2 separate regions of the Mus musculus genome follow, and region 1 is linked to region 2. The links are chromatin contacts, called in public Hi-C maps. All regions are on one chromosome and are shown on one strand. Each heading gives the region's core, a stretch centred on a gene start, on an enhancer-like site or on the middle of the called end of the contact. The rest is flanking DNA. Distances are from core to core; before and after follow the strand shown.

Region 1 (6,509 bases), core at 210-2,709, 260 kb before region 2:
CCACTGCCATCCCCAGAACATGGGTTTTATTATTTTAGCCGTGACAGCTGTTATCTTTCGGTGGCAACGTGGCTAGCATGGTGGCAGGCATTATACTCACACAGGAAGAGGACCAGAACAGACAGGCACTGGTTTGGAACCACTCAAGAGAGAGTGGAAACAGGGCAAACATAGTGTGGCCAAGATGGCGAGTGGCAGTTCTGAGATGTAATTGGGAGGTAGTACTGACTGGGTCTGAGGTGGGCAATGGTGAGGGCTCCAGCTTCCAGTCTGGATAGGTGGAGGTATACGAAAACACCAGAGGTAAGGGGAAAGACTTTGATGTTTTCAGCCTAAGGCTATGCATGGCAGAGATGTTATACAGAAATTAGAAGTATGGAGTTGAGTAACTGCACACCACTTTAATCCCCAAATTCAGTAAGCAGAGGCAGGGGCATCTCTGTGAGTTCCAGGCTGGGAACCAGTCAGCCTGGTCTACACATTGAGTTCCAGGATAGCCGGGGCTACATTGACCCTGGAGAAAAGAGATGAGTGCTAATGATGAATTTATGTTTGGGTATCTGTCACACAGGCTGCTGCCGAATGCAAGGAGAGCTGGTGTAGAAAGCATATGCGGGGGTGGGGGCGGGGGTAGGGTGGGGGCTGGAGGGGCAGCTCACTTTGAAAAGGACGCTTCATGCAAGCAGGAGGACCTGAGTTTGGATCCCCAGAACCCACCCAGAAGCTGGACATGGCATCACACTTCTGTGACCCCAATGCAGGGACAGAGAGCCCTGGAGCCCAGGGGATGGCCAGTCTAGCCCAATTGCCCCAGCTTCAGTGAGGGAACTTGTCTCAAAAATAAAAATAAGTCAGTAAGTACGTGGGAGGCAGAGGCAGACAGATCTCTAAGTTCGAGGCTAGTCTGATCTATGAAGTGAGTTCCAGGACAGCCAGGGCTACATAGAGAAACCCTGTCTCAAAAAAAATCATGATGATGATGATGGTGGTGGTGGTGGTGGTGATGACAAAGATGATGGAGGGAAAGGAGGAGGAGGAGAAGAAGATAAAGATGGAGAATGATATCTAATATTTATCTCTGGCATCTCCTCTCTCTCTCTCTCTCTCTCTCTCTCTCTCTCTCTCTCTCTCTCTCACACACACACACACACACACACACACACACACACACACACACACACTGTAATGGAGTTGAGAGAGTCACAGAACCCTGAAGAGGGATGGAGAGGTAGGAGACCCAGAAAGGAAGCTCCCTGTGAGGGGACAAACAAGATCTCAAGGGGCAAGAAGAAGCCAGCAGCATCAACTGATTTAGAAATCAAAGTACATAGTTTGTGAAACACCGTACCCACTCAAGCAGTGAGGTGACTGATGATCTCATTGGGATCAGTTCATGGGTGGAGACACCATTTTAGTTTATAGTGGCTCGAAGTGTCTTAGGAAATAAGGAAGTGAAAATGTTCTAGAGATGTGTTGCAGGGCGGGGTGCTTATGTGACCCAGCTCTGGTCCAAGGTCACAGGTTGGTTTTGGGGAGGGACTTCCTTCTCTCTCTGTAATAAGTACAGAGAGAGCAGCAGCTGCAATTATGTGTTTGGGTGAGCTAGGATGCACAACCTAGATCTGGGGTGACCATCTCGTAGCCAGGCTGGGCAAACATTGCCATGGCGTGGCCAGGTTGGGAAACACTGCTGCTATGAGGCCAGTGGAGAAAAGGATGGATACAGATGAGCTTGGCCCTCGCCTCAGTGAAATAGGGCTTCACCAGGTCTGAAGGTTCAACGTGGGGAGAAGCACAGATCCCCACGCTTACTCCATGTTGACTCTAAGAGGAACGGCTGTACTGACAACAGCTCACAAGCTGTCCACAGTCAACCTGCTGCTGCTGTCTCTCTCATCCCTGGGAACTCCCCAGGACATAAAACACACCTGGACAAAAACTCTGCCAGATCCATGACTTCATCTTGGGAAACAGGCTGAGATCACTTTTGGTAGTAAACACAGACACAGTTCTTGGAGTTTAAAATGGCCAAGCCTTGAGGGCGTGATGGTCCAAGCTTTCGATCCCAGCATTTTAGAGAGTGAGCAGTGTGAGTTTGAGGCCAACCTGGTCTACAGAGTAGGTTCCAGGCCAACCAGAACCACATAATGGGACTCTGTCTCAATAAAATAAAATAGCCCAAGGTGAATAAAACAAACAAACAAACAAGCAAACAGACAAACCCAGAAAACCCATGGACCTGATATTGCATCTAATCTCCCAACTACCACCAGGTCTATGTCCAGCTCACGGATGAGGTAGAGGGACCAATGGCTGACTTCTCAGCTTGGCAGCATGTTCTTCTCTTCTTGCTTTCCAATTCTTCCCTGATGAGTCTGCTTGGTCGGGGATTTGGGGTGGTAAAGGACAAGCAATGGGCTAACATGGGAACTCCTGTTGCTGGCCTCAGCTTACTAATCTCCACAGACAAAAGAGCTGGCTTCTCACGGTGCCCCTGGGAGACTCCTATTCCACTGTCACTTTAGGAGATTCTTCCTTGCAGTCTTTTGACTGGGTTAAGGTGTTACACATATCCTGGGGGCTCATCCCTAAGCCTCATGGAGATGCCCTGTCCTTTGGCTTCCTGCTACTGGGATCCCCCTACCCTACCCTCATATACCCATTGAGTGTACATCCCAACTCAACCCCCAAGACGTTTCTCCTATGTGGTCCACATCTGTCCAGAAGAAAACACTAGACATTCCAGAGACTGTCCCACACACCTTCTTTCTGCCAGGTCCATGATTGTACAAGTGGCTTGAATTCTCACCTGCTAGTCCAGGGACCCAGACAAAATACTGATTTGGTCCCGACAGGGGTGGGGGTGGGGGGACTAGGGCAGCAGGTGCCAGCCAACTTGGCAGAAATCCAAAGGAAAAACAAATTCAAAAATCTTCTCCTTCTTTCCTGTCTCTTGATTCTTTCTTGATCCCGACGAGAATGAGGGGGTTCTAGGACCGAGCTGAGGGCCTCAGTCACACTGTCTAGACTCAGGTTCAGCACCCTCGTTTAGCCACCCCTTCCCTGAGTATTTCTTAGTGGACAAAGCAAACCACAACTGTTTCAGCCAATTACACACAACTGAAGATGTGTTGACCCGATTTACCAGCCAAGTAAGGTGGCTGACCTGCTTCACTACACTGAACGGCTTCTGGAGCCCCCTTGGCATGGTAAGGCTAAGGTTGCTCATTTATAATAGTAAATATGGCAGTCAGCCAACAACAGACTATATAGATTAAACACATACATGATGGGAAGCAATAAAATCACTTAAAAATGACACCATGGAAGGACCTAAGTATAGAAATAGGCAGAAAGCTTATCAGTTTTAAAACAAAGCAATGCATATAGAAAATAAACAAGACAGATGAAAGTCTAGCCATACAGAGAACATACATAACGCACACGCATAGGAGCTAGCATGGCAGGCACAGGTGTAGTGTCTGAGAATGGGTGGGAGGAAATGTGACCTCTGAACATTTCAACCTCAGCTGCGTAGTCCTCTTGCAGCAGAAGAAACCAGCAGCTTTTCCTAGTACTGCTTTGTGTGCTTTGTTTTGTAGGGAAAGTGACAGTGATGGTTTGCTCTAGGGGAAAGACTGGTTCTTTTCTGGTCTGTATTTCCCAGTGTCTCCTAGTCATTTTCTATGGCTTCTAGGAGAAACATGCATAGAGATCTTGCTTTTCCTGTTCCTATTGCCTTCCTATCCCATCCTGAACCATATAGTTCTAAGTTGGTTAGCAGAGGGGCAGAGCCAGGCATGGGGCTGTGGAGAAAGAGTTGGTAGCCTAGAGTGTAGAGCAGGGCTTGAGGATGGCAGTTAAGCAGTGGGGGGGGGGGGGGGGGGGGAAGAAGTGAGCAAGGAGAAGTGTTTCATGGAATGAAAGAAATGAGAGGTCCTAGGCACATAAAACAGGGCAACCTGCCAAGGGTTTTAGAGGCCCCAGCGGGATGAGGCAGGTGACCCAACACATCAGCAGTCCAGCATGGCATGCGAGTAACCAAACACTGTGTACTCAAGGCAACAGAGGTGAGCTGTTACTTGTATACAGAGGGTTGGTCAGGTGAGTGAGAGCAGACAATTTGACTTCTGAGGTTCTACTTAAAGTTTGTCAACTCTGAATTGGCATGGAAGCAACATGCCTGCGAACTCCATGTTCTGAGCATGGATCTTTTCCTGGTCTCAGGATATGTTAAGGCTGATGTTTGCTAGGTGAGGGATATTAAATGCATTTCAGCTTAGGATATTTTCTATTCAGCGATGGGTTTAATACAATGGAACTCCTCCCATGGAAGCCAGGAAACATCAAAAGTTATCCTTCACTGAAAGTGGAAGCTGGTGGTTTCCTTGTTGGAGGCAAGAGTTTCAAGTCCAGAAAGGAGGGAAGCTGGGATAAATTTAGCCATGCTGGTTGATGTCAGAGGTGTGCACCCTTGATTGCCGACATATAATCAGATGCAGAAATAAGTGTGGGTTTAAGTGCGCATCTGTGTGAAATTATACACAAACAAGTATAGATATTCTCAGTCATTTCCGGCTGCTATGACAAAAACTGCAGGTTATGTTGCTTGAGGGACAGCCATGTATTTCCTAAGCTCTGGAGGCTATGGGGTTAGACCAGGTTGTTAGCTAAGTTGGTCCATGCTGAGGGCCATTGCCTAGTTTGTGGATGCTTGTCTTCTTGCCGTGTTCTTAAATGGTACATACAAAAAGCAAGTTCTAACAGCTGTTCATATTGTTTTTAAGATTTAAAGGATGTTTAAATGTGTGTGTGTGTTTGTGAGTACGGACGCATATGGATATGGATATATGCATGTGTGCACATGCACACTTATAAGTACAGGTGTTGTGAGATCCAGAAGAGACTGGAAAATCTCCTGGCATTAGAATTACAGGCAGTTGTGAGTCATGCAGTATGGGTGCTAGACATTGACGCTGGTTCCTCCGCAAGAGCAGTCTCTGCCCTTAATCCCCAAATAATTTCTCCACCTTCACTTCTCTTCTTATAAGGCTATTCATGGAGATACCACCCCAATGGCCAAACCAACCATTAGTCACCTCCTCCAAGGCCCGGTCTCCAAGTATTCCATATAGTATATTCATTTTAGGGGGCCATGCAGCCCATTAAACGGATACATTTTTATATGTATCATTATACATTAGCACACATGCACACACCCATACAGACACTCCATGCATTCCCCGCTCTGTCTGCTAGGAGGATCTAGGGGTGTTGAGAATAAAGAGAAGACATAGCACCATATATTGTATTTTAAGTATTTTCTCTTTTTTTCTTTTATTTTATGTACCACCATTCAGACACACCAGAAGAGGGCACCAGACCCTATTACAGATGGTTAGGAGCCACTATGTGGTTGCTGGGATTGAACTCAGGACCTCTGGAAGAGCAGTCAGTGCTCTTAACCGCTGAGTCATCTCTCTAGCCCCCAGATATTGTCTTTTAAATACCGTTTCTCACTAAGGAGAATCTGAGATCCCTGCGAGAACATACAACTTAGGTCTAGGGAAAGGGAAGTGCACAAGCGTGGAGTACCTTGTGTCAAAAGTCAAGGTGATGGCTCAGGTGTAATGGCAACATGCCAGAAGGTCACTAAAGACTGTTGAGATGAGTCTGTGAGTCTGCCTCTATGTTGATCCAAATAAGTACATGAATAAACTTAAAGTATGAGGGGATATGCAGGTCCAGAGTCCCTTTTCTAAGGAACTTAGGGTCATGTAAGGTGGAATGGCTGAAGACTAAGGGTCTTCACTGAATGAGCGATGTAAGACCATCAGCAATGGAATAGACAGAAACCGCCTCATCAGAGAGGAAGCGATGAGAATGAGGAGTCACTTCCGCAATTCTGACCAAAGATAGACAACTTGCAGTGAGTCATGAGGAAATATCAGATCGAAGAACCTGATACAAAGGAAAAACTCTTTGAAAATGGATAGTCACAGCCATCAAGGAAAGAGTGGGGAACTGACCAGAGATAAGCGAGGATAGCTGTAACTCTGAGCAGCTTCCTTTTCCTGCAAAGGGTGTTAGGAAAATTTAAAAGGGATCTGGAGTCAGTTGGACATCTACTGTGTGTGTGTGTGTGTGTGTGTGTGTGTGTGTGTGTGAGAGAGAGAGAGAGAGAGAGAGAGAGAGAGAGAGAGAGAGAGAGAGAGAGAGAGAGAGAGAAAGAGAGAGTACAGAGGTCAGAAGAGGATGTTCAGTACCCTGTTCTATCAAATATCCATTTCATTCCTCTGAGACAGGGTCTCTCATGGACTTTGAGCTAGGCTAGCAGGAAGCAGCCTCAGCAATCATGTCTCCACTCCCATGATCCTGGGGTTACAGGTGCACCAAGCCTGTCCTTTTACACAGGTGCTGGGGATTTGAACTCACAGTCCTCATGCTTGCACGACACACACTCTTAGCCACTGAGCCATATCTCTGGGCCACAGAAGATGGTCTTTAGC
Region 2 (6,369 bases), core at 325-2,824:
CCACATAAGGACAAACCTCAATCTCTTGTTTAAACTGGTTTTATCCAGAGCTTCTCTTCCTTGAAACCAAAGGACAAAGGCCTTTTAAATCTTTTCCTACCAACTGGACTTGCAGGAAGATCCCATCGCTAGAGCCCTTCTGCGGCCCCTGTGTGGGCTTGCATAAAATCTCAAGGTAATTTGGAGAAAAATGTAAAAGATTGAATATTCTAACAGCAAGAAATGTGAGGTGACGTTCCTTCATTCAAATGTTGGATGTGGGGGTGTCCTATGGATTTTGCAATGTTTCTACCCTCCTGGACAGCTCACTTCCCTGTCACAGTCAACAGGCTGTGCCTGGTGTATACTCCGATCAACAGCTCTCCTCATGAATAAACCCACAAGTGGCCTGAGGCCCTGATAATTCTGTGAGCATTATCTACATTTGCTACCCTTTACTGTCGTGTAATGGAATTATCACTAAAAAGCCAAATGTTTTCTTCCTACTATCGGCTATGTTCTTTTATTGTTTTTCTTTTTGAGCTACATAGGCTTATTTAGGTATTCAGATGTTACTCATAATGTTTACCATTTGATGACTTTATACACATATTTAATATATGTGACCACATATCTCCCTGACTTTCATTTTCTATTTTGCAATCTTTGCCTGGACTTTTCCATTTCCTCTTCTGTTGTAGGAACCACCTCACCAACTCCATGGTACTCTCCTCACTCTGCTACATAGCCCTGGCTGATCTGTTGTGTTGAACTTGGGCCTTGCTTGCTTGCTTGTTTTTCTTTCTTTTGACCAGAAACCACTTTGTGTCGTCAAATGGTGTCCTACTAAAAAAGTAAGAAAACTCTTTTTTTTTGTTTTGTTTTGTGTTTTTTGTTTCGAGACAGGGTTTCTCTGTGTAGCCCTGGCTGTCCTGGAACTCACTCTGCAGCCCAGGCTGACCTTGAACTCAGAAATTCACCTGCCTCTGCCTCTGCCTCCCAAGTGCTGGGATTAAAGGCGTGCGCCACCTCCTGCGGTTTCTGAACATTTCGGCATGTGTCTGCTACCTGTTTTCCACAGTGATGCTGCAGAGAAAGCGATCAGAGAACCTCACTAGTGCCCCGACAGCAAACGCACAGGGGTCTGGGTGGTCAGTTAGGGGGTCTCTGCTGGCCTTGGCTGGGGTTACTCACACCCTCACGTGACCACCAGTCTGGTGTCAGCTGATTGACTGTTGGATTTAGAGATCTTGGCCAGGAAATCCTGGGTCATGGCAGCTTTCCTTTGAGACTGTTTTCTCACGGCAATGGCGGGCAGGCAAAAGGACAGACAGAAGCATGCAGTGCCTGCTGAAGCCTCAACATGGAATGGCCAAACATCCTTTTTGACCGAATATTAAGCCACAATGGGTGAGGCTTGAAGGGTGAAGCCAGAAACCGGAGAGAAGTGGTACTGGTATCTATCTCTTCATCTTCAACCAGTCCTGTCTGCCTCCAGGACCAGGCATCCTTCTCCCCGCCCCCCCTGCCCCGCCCCGCCCCGCCCCGCCACCTCCAAGCACTTCCCATCCTGAGAGGCAGTGCTGCCCTTCTAAGCCCAATACGGAAGTGGCTGGACGTTCAAGTCAGAGTAGGGACCAAGAACTTCTCAGCAAGCTGCCAAGAATCTCCCAGGTGGAAACACCACAGCAGACCACAGAGGCCTGTGTGCGCATACCGTGGACGTCATCAGCAGGGAGTGACCACTGGGGAACATACTCCAGATATCTCTGCACTTAGTGGGTAAGAAACAGAAAAATAAAGGGCCGGACTGCGCAGAGTAGCAGTCACTGCGCATAGTAGCAGTCACCAGCAGCACAGCCCCCCAACCCCCGGAACTTTCATGTTTGTGCATTGGTCAAGTTAACTTGCAGGTGGGCTGTCTGAAAATCAGAAGGAAAGATAGCAGCAGAAAAACTTGAAACTCTGCCCTGGGAGAGGGGCGTTCCACCACGAAAGACGATCAAAGGCTGACAGAGAACTGTTATTCTGTCAAAACACCCCCACGAAGGGGAAACAACTATGTATATTTCTTAGGGCAGGGCAGCCTCACCTGTGATTGAAAAATGATTCAGGTCGATTTCAAGCAATTGAGTAAATTTTCTCGTGCTAGACGTTAGAGTGATTTCACTCGTTTTAGCTCTTTAAAAAAGATTTTCAGTTTAATTCCGCATGGATTGATTCATGCGTGTGCACCAGATTCATAAGCTACAAAATAATATGAAGTAAAAATCAATGTCCCAGCACCCCCCTCAGTCCCTCAGCCAGACTCCTCAGTGACACTCACCATTGACAGATAACCTATAGTTACACAGGGCACAAGCGCATCCTATACGTACACGGGACACAATATGCATGTATGGGTGTGTGTGCATACACAAACTTGCTAGTCTTTTGTTTGTTTGTTTTTTAGTTTTTCGAGACAGGGTTTCCCTGTATAGCCCTGGCTATCCTGGAACTCAGAAATCCGCCTGCCGCTGCCTCCCAAGTGCTGGGATTAAAGGCATGTGACACCACGCCCAGCCTTGCTAGTCTTTTAAAGCTAGTAAATACTACTATGCTAAAAAAATTTTTTCTTCACACCTCCCCAGATTCACACATTTTTATAGTGCTGGCTGGCATCAACACCAAAGCTTCACAGGCTCTTGGCAAGCACTTAGCCACCAAACCAGCAAACCTCTCCTGTTTCCTGCCTCTGGAGAGGCTATGCCGGCAGCTGCCGGGAATTTTTAAAAGGCTAAGTCATACTGTTTGTGGATAATCTATTATTCGATCAGTTCCTATAGGTGAGTGTCCAGTTAGCTCTTGGTATGTTGCTATTTCAGGTAAGCTATAAGCATATCTGCAGGATAAATTCCCGAAAGCAGAATCGGTCAGACGGGATAACTGCATCTGTACCATTAACATCGTCAGCCCAAAGCACCTTCCAGAGACCTGGACCACAGTCAACTATTTATCACTATAATCCACGGGCTAAACTTAACCCATGTTTCTTTTTGTTTTGTTTTTAACGTTTCTAGGGAAATGTTTAAAGAAATAAAAGAAGACTGACCTGGGATGTAGCTCAGTGTTAGATCACTGGCCTAGTGTATTCGAGGCTCTGGATACAGGGTGTCCTCATTTCAGATTGGGTGACAGATAACAAGGGGAGGTTTGATGGCAGCCACACTAAGCCAGAGCATGTCCCCAGCAATGATGTGGGACACCCATCTCCCACTTCCCTTCTCAGCTTTGTCTAACTTAAGACACAAAGCGATGCTTCAGGCTTTGTCTAAGCTGAAGGGAATGAGGCATCTATGATGCTGATATGGAGGTACCATGATTTCTCTGGGTGAAAATACAGCCAGTTCCGGGACACAAATATAAACTGACACTTGAATTTCTCGCCTCACAGTCACAAGTGGAAAGAAAAGGCTAAAATCCCCAACTGTTAGAACTGGATAGAATTTTAAAGGTTATTTGGTCTGAGAGTTATGGGCAGATTTTTTTTAATCTACCGTTAAAATTTAAAAAACAAAACAAAAAAAACTTAAAGGATTACAACAATATCTCCACCTTTTTTTTTTGCCAACTAAAGTCATTAAAAAAAATAAAAGCAATCCAACCACCATCTACTTATTATTATTTAATAAAAGGATGAAACATAAAAAGCAGAGAGGACCTAATATTAGAAAACAGGAGAGTCTGTTAAATTGAACACATTTAGCACCGTGCAATGCTAACCACATATTTGTTTCCTTTTGATGATTTTTGCTTCAGACTGAGGAAAAAATCGGCATGGAAGCCATGTTGGGAGCCAACCTCACCATTTTCTAAACAACTCAAACCGTGTATCCAAATCACAGACCGTGATTCAATTCTGATGGCCATGCCAAACCTGGAACCAGACCAGTGCCTCCTAGCCTTGGGACCTTTCCAGAGTGGTTACACTCCTCCCTGCGACCCTTGAGAGTGGTCACACTTCTCTGCATTCCCAGAACAAATGGATAGGACTAGGCTCAGATCTCTCCCTTTCCTGCCTCACGGTTACTGGGGCATAATCTGATTCGTTTGCTTCTCATCCAAAACATGTGTTTTCATCGCTTGGGTGTCAGGAACAAAGCAAAAACAAAACAGAGGACCCAGGGGATGGCTTGGTGGGGAAACCTCTTGCTGCGTGTGCATAAGGATCAGGGTTTGGTCCCTAGGACTCATGGAAAGCTGGGAACTGTCTTAGCTACATTTCTGTTGCTGTGATATAAAATACCCTGATGTAAGCTGAGTCTATTATAGCAGGGGAGGCACAGCACCAGGCAGAGAAAGCACTACATCAGGAGGAAAAAGCTGGCTTCTTCATCCCCGCTCAGACAGCAGAACAAGGGAGCCGGAAGTGAGCCGAGACTATAAAACCTTACAGCCTGCCTCCTGGGACACACATCATCCAGCAAGGCTCTCCCTCCCAAAAGTTCCCTGGGCTCCCCAAACAGCATCTCTGACTGGGGAGTAAGCATCCAGATGCAGGAGCCTATATGGGACCTAAGAATTCATCTCTGGCTCCCCTGAATATCAGAGCCAAGAAATTCTCAGCAGCCTCGACCATGGAGCCGAAAGGCGATGACAGTCGCAAGCCTTTGCTCTTTCGGAGCTTTTCTGTATACCACGTGGTTCCCTTGCTGCGCGGCTCACCCACGTCCTGGGTATAGCGGCCAGTTTCGCTTGCTTCACGTGCTACACGGGCGTCTAACTTATTCAGGTACAAGCTCTTCAGCCTCACCACTCAGATGTCCTGGTCTGTGCCTAGGGACACTGCTCTTTCTGACTGGACCTGCTATGGAAAACTAAACGATGTCGCACATTTCCTCCAGTCTCATAAGGAGAACGCACTGGAGACTGCCGCATGGATGATAGCATTAGTAAATGCAGAAGTGGCTCAATCACTCTATTTTCAATTAAGACTGTAGCTCCGTACAGCAGAACTTCTATGGCGGTCCTAAGCCTGGGAATTTATAACACCTTTCTTAATGAACAAAATAGCTGGACTTCTACCACCTAGCCAAGTCGTTGCTTTTAAGCCTACCTCTGTTTCCCATCATTACCCCCTTTCCACACAGTGTTCCTTCTATTAATTACTCCACGGATTACTAATTCAGTTCTTTAGTCCACTTCTAGACTTTAAAGTCAGCAATCCAAATGCATCCATACATGGCCATCTTTGTTCCTTAGGACATAGTCAAAAAGTTCACGTTTTCACCAGGATACCAAAAAATGGGGAAGTAATGTGTATTCCCAGGAAATCCATCACCGACCAAGGGAGATTTAGTCTCTATACCAACGTCACACTTCCCTGAAAAGGGCCATGGTATTTTGTCTCTATCTATCCAAATCAAGGTAGCCATGCAGATGCAATGCAAGTTTTCAAATCTTCTGATGATATCATCATCTTGGTAGAATCATCTAGAAGACCAGCCTCTGGGCCTGTCTATGAGGAGTTCCCTAGATTAAACTGAGGCATCAAATCCAGCTTAACTGTGGGCAGCACCCTCCGTGAGCTGGGTCCTGAAAGGCATAGTAAGGGTTCTGTATGTGAACATTCATTGCACTTTTAAGGCAACATGTTCATCTGCCTTGAGCTCCTAGCTCCATTGTCTGCACGCGCGCGCGCACACACACACACACAGAGGATGGACTGTAATCTGTGAGCCAAAAGAAACCCTCTTATTCCTTCAGGTGCTTCTGACAGGGACCTTGCCCAACAATACAGGAAGTAACTACTGCACACCCAACAAGGTGCTGATTTAGGTCCTGCAGACTCCATCTTCCTGAGGACACTGGCCTCCTTGTGGTGGGACAGAAAGACTATCACACTAATAGACCACAGAATCAGCTTCCTAGTCTATAGAGTTGGTATGTCTAAGGCATTGGTATTAAAGAGATAAGCAGGCTATAGCATGACTTACCTGGTCCTCAGTCATGCAAATCGCACTGTCCCCTGTCACAGGCACATGCCGAGTGCCTTGTCTCAGTGTTTCATTCATTCACTGAGTAGTGAGTGGGCACTCAGTCTCAGGTATTAGTGTTAAGAACCTGGAATGAGAAGGAACTAAACAGCTCACAGTCTAGACTTTACGGCTTAGTTATTAGAATTCTCACGGATGCCCAGCAGGGAATGATTGGGAAAAGAGAAGCTTAACACATTGATCTACTACACAATTGAGAAGCATCACAAACAACATAGGTATAGTCTCTATTGACAGTAAGTAGACCTAGCTGTAAGTTGCCTGCTTATAAATGAGTAAACCAAAGTAATTCCATTTGTTCCAATAACTATCAGAATCTCTCTTCTTAAATCTAAGTGAGGAGATGGAAAAGGTG

The links. A called contact is a pair of places that touch in the nucleus more often than the background predicts.
Region 1: a Hi-C map of bone marrow-derived macrophages shows a contact between it and region 2, with 24 read pairs. The contact joins two enhancer-like sites. A contact is called at or near these places in 6 of 484 Hi-C or Micro-C datasets (bone marrow-derived macrophages and embryonic stem cells) and 2 of 115 datasets of contacts at active chromatin or transcription factors (bone marrow-derived dendritic cells and bone marrow-derived macrophages).

Annotation. Positions count from the first base shown.
Region 1 is chr10:94,600,626-94,607,134 of GRCm38.p6, reverse strand. All of the region lies in intron 4 of Gm32898 (a long non-coding RNA gene), which reads left to right. Among named protein-coding and RNA genes, the nearest start is that of Mir7211, 18 kb to the right of the region's middle. Within about 2 kb of position 1,459, at least 49 of the 459 cell types and tissues checked have an H3K27ac peak or open chromatin away from gene starts, as enhancers often do. A contact at or near this core is called in bone marrow-derived macrophages, where this site is marked.
Region 2 is chr10:94,340,021-94,346,389 of GRCm38.p6, reverse strand. It overlaps a transcript of Tmcc3 not described here. Among named protein-coding and RNA genes, the nearest start is that of Gm4792, 45 kb to the right of the region's middle. Within about 2 kb of position 1,574, at least 12 of the 459 cell types and tissues checked have an H3K27ac peak or open chromatin away from gene starts, as enhancers often do. A contact at or near this core is called in bone marrow-derived macrophages, where this site is marked.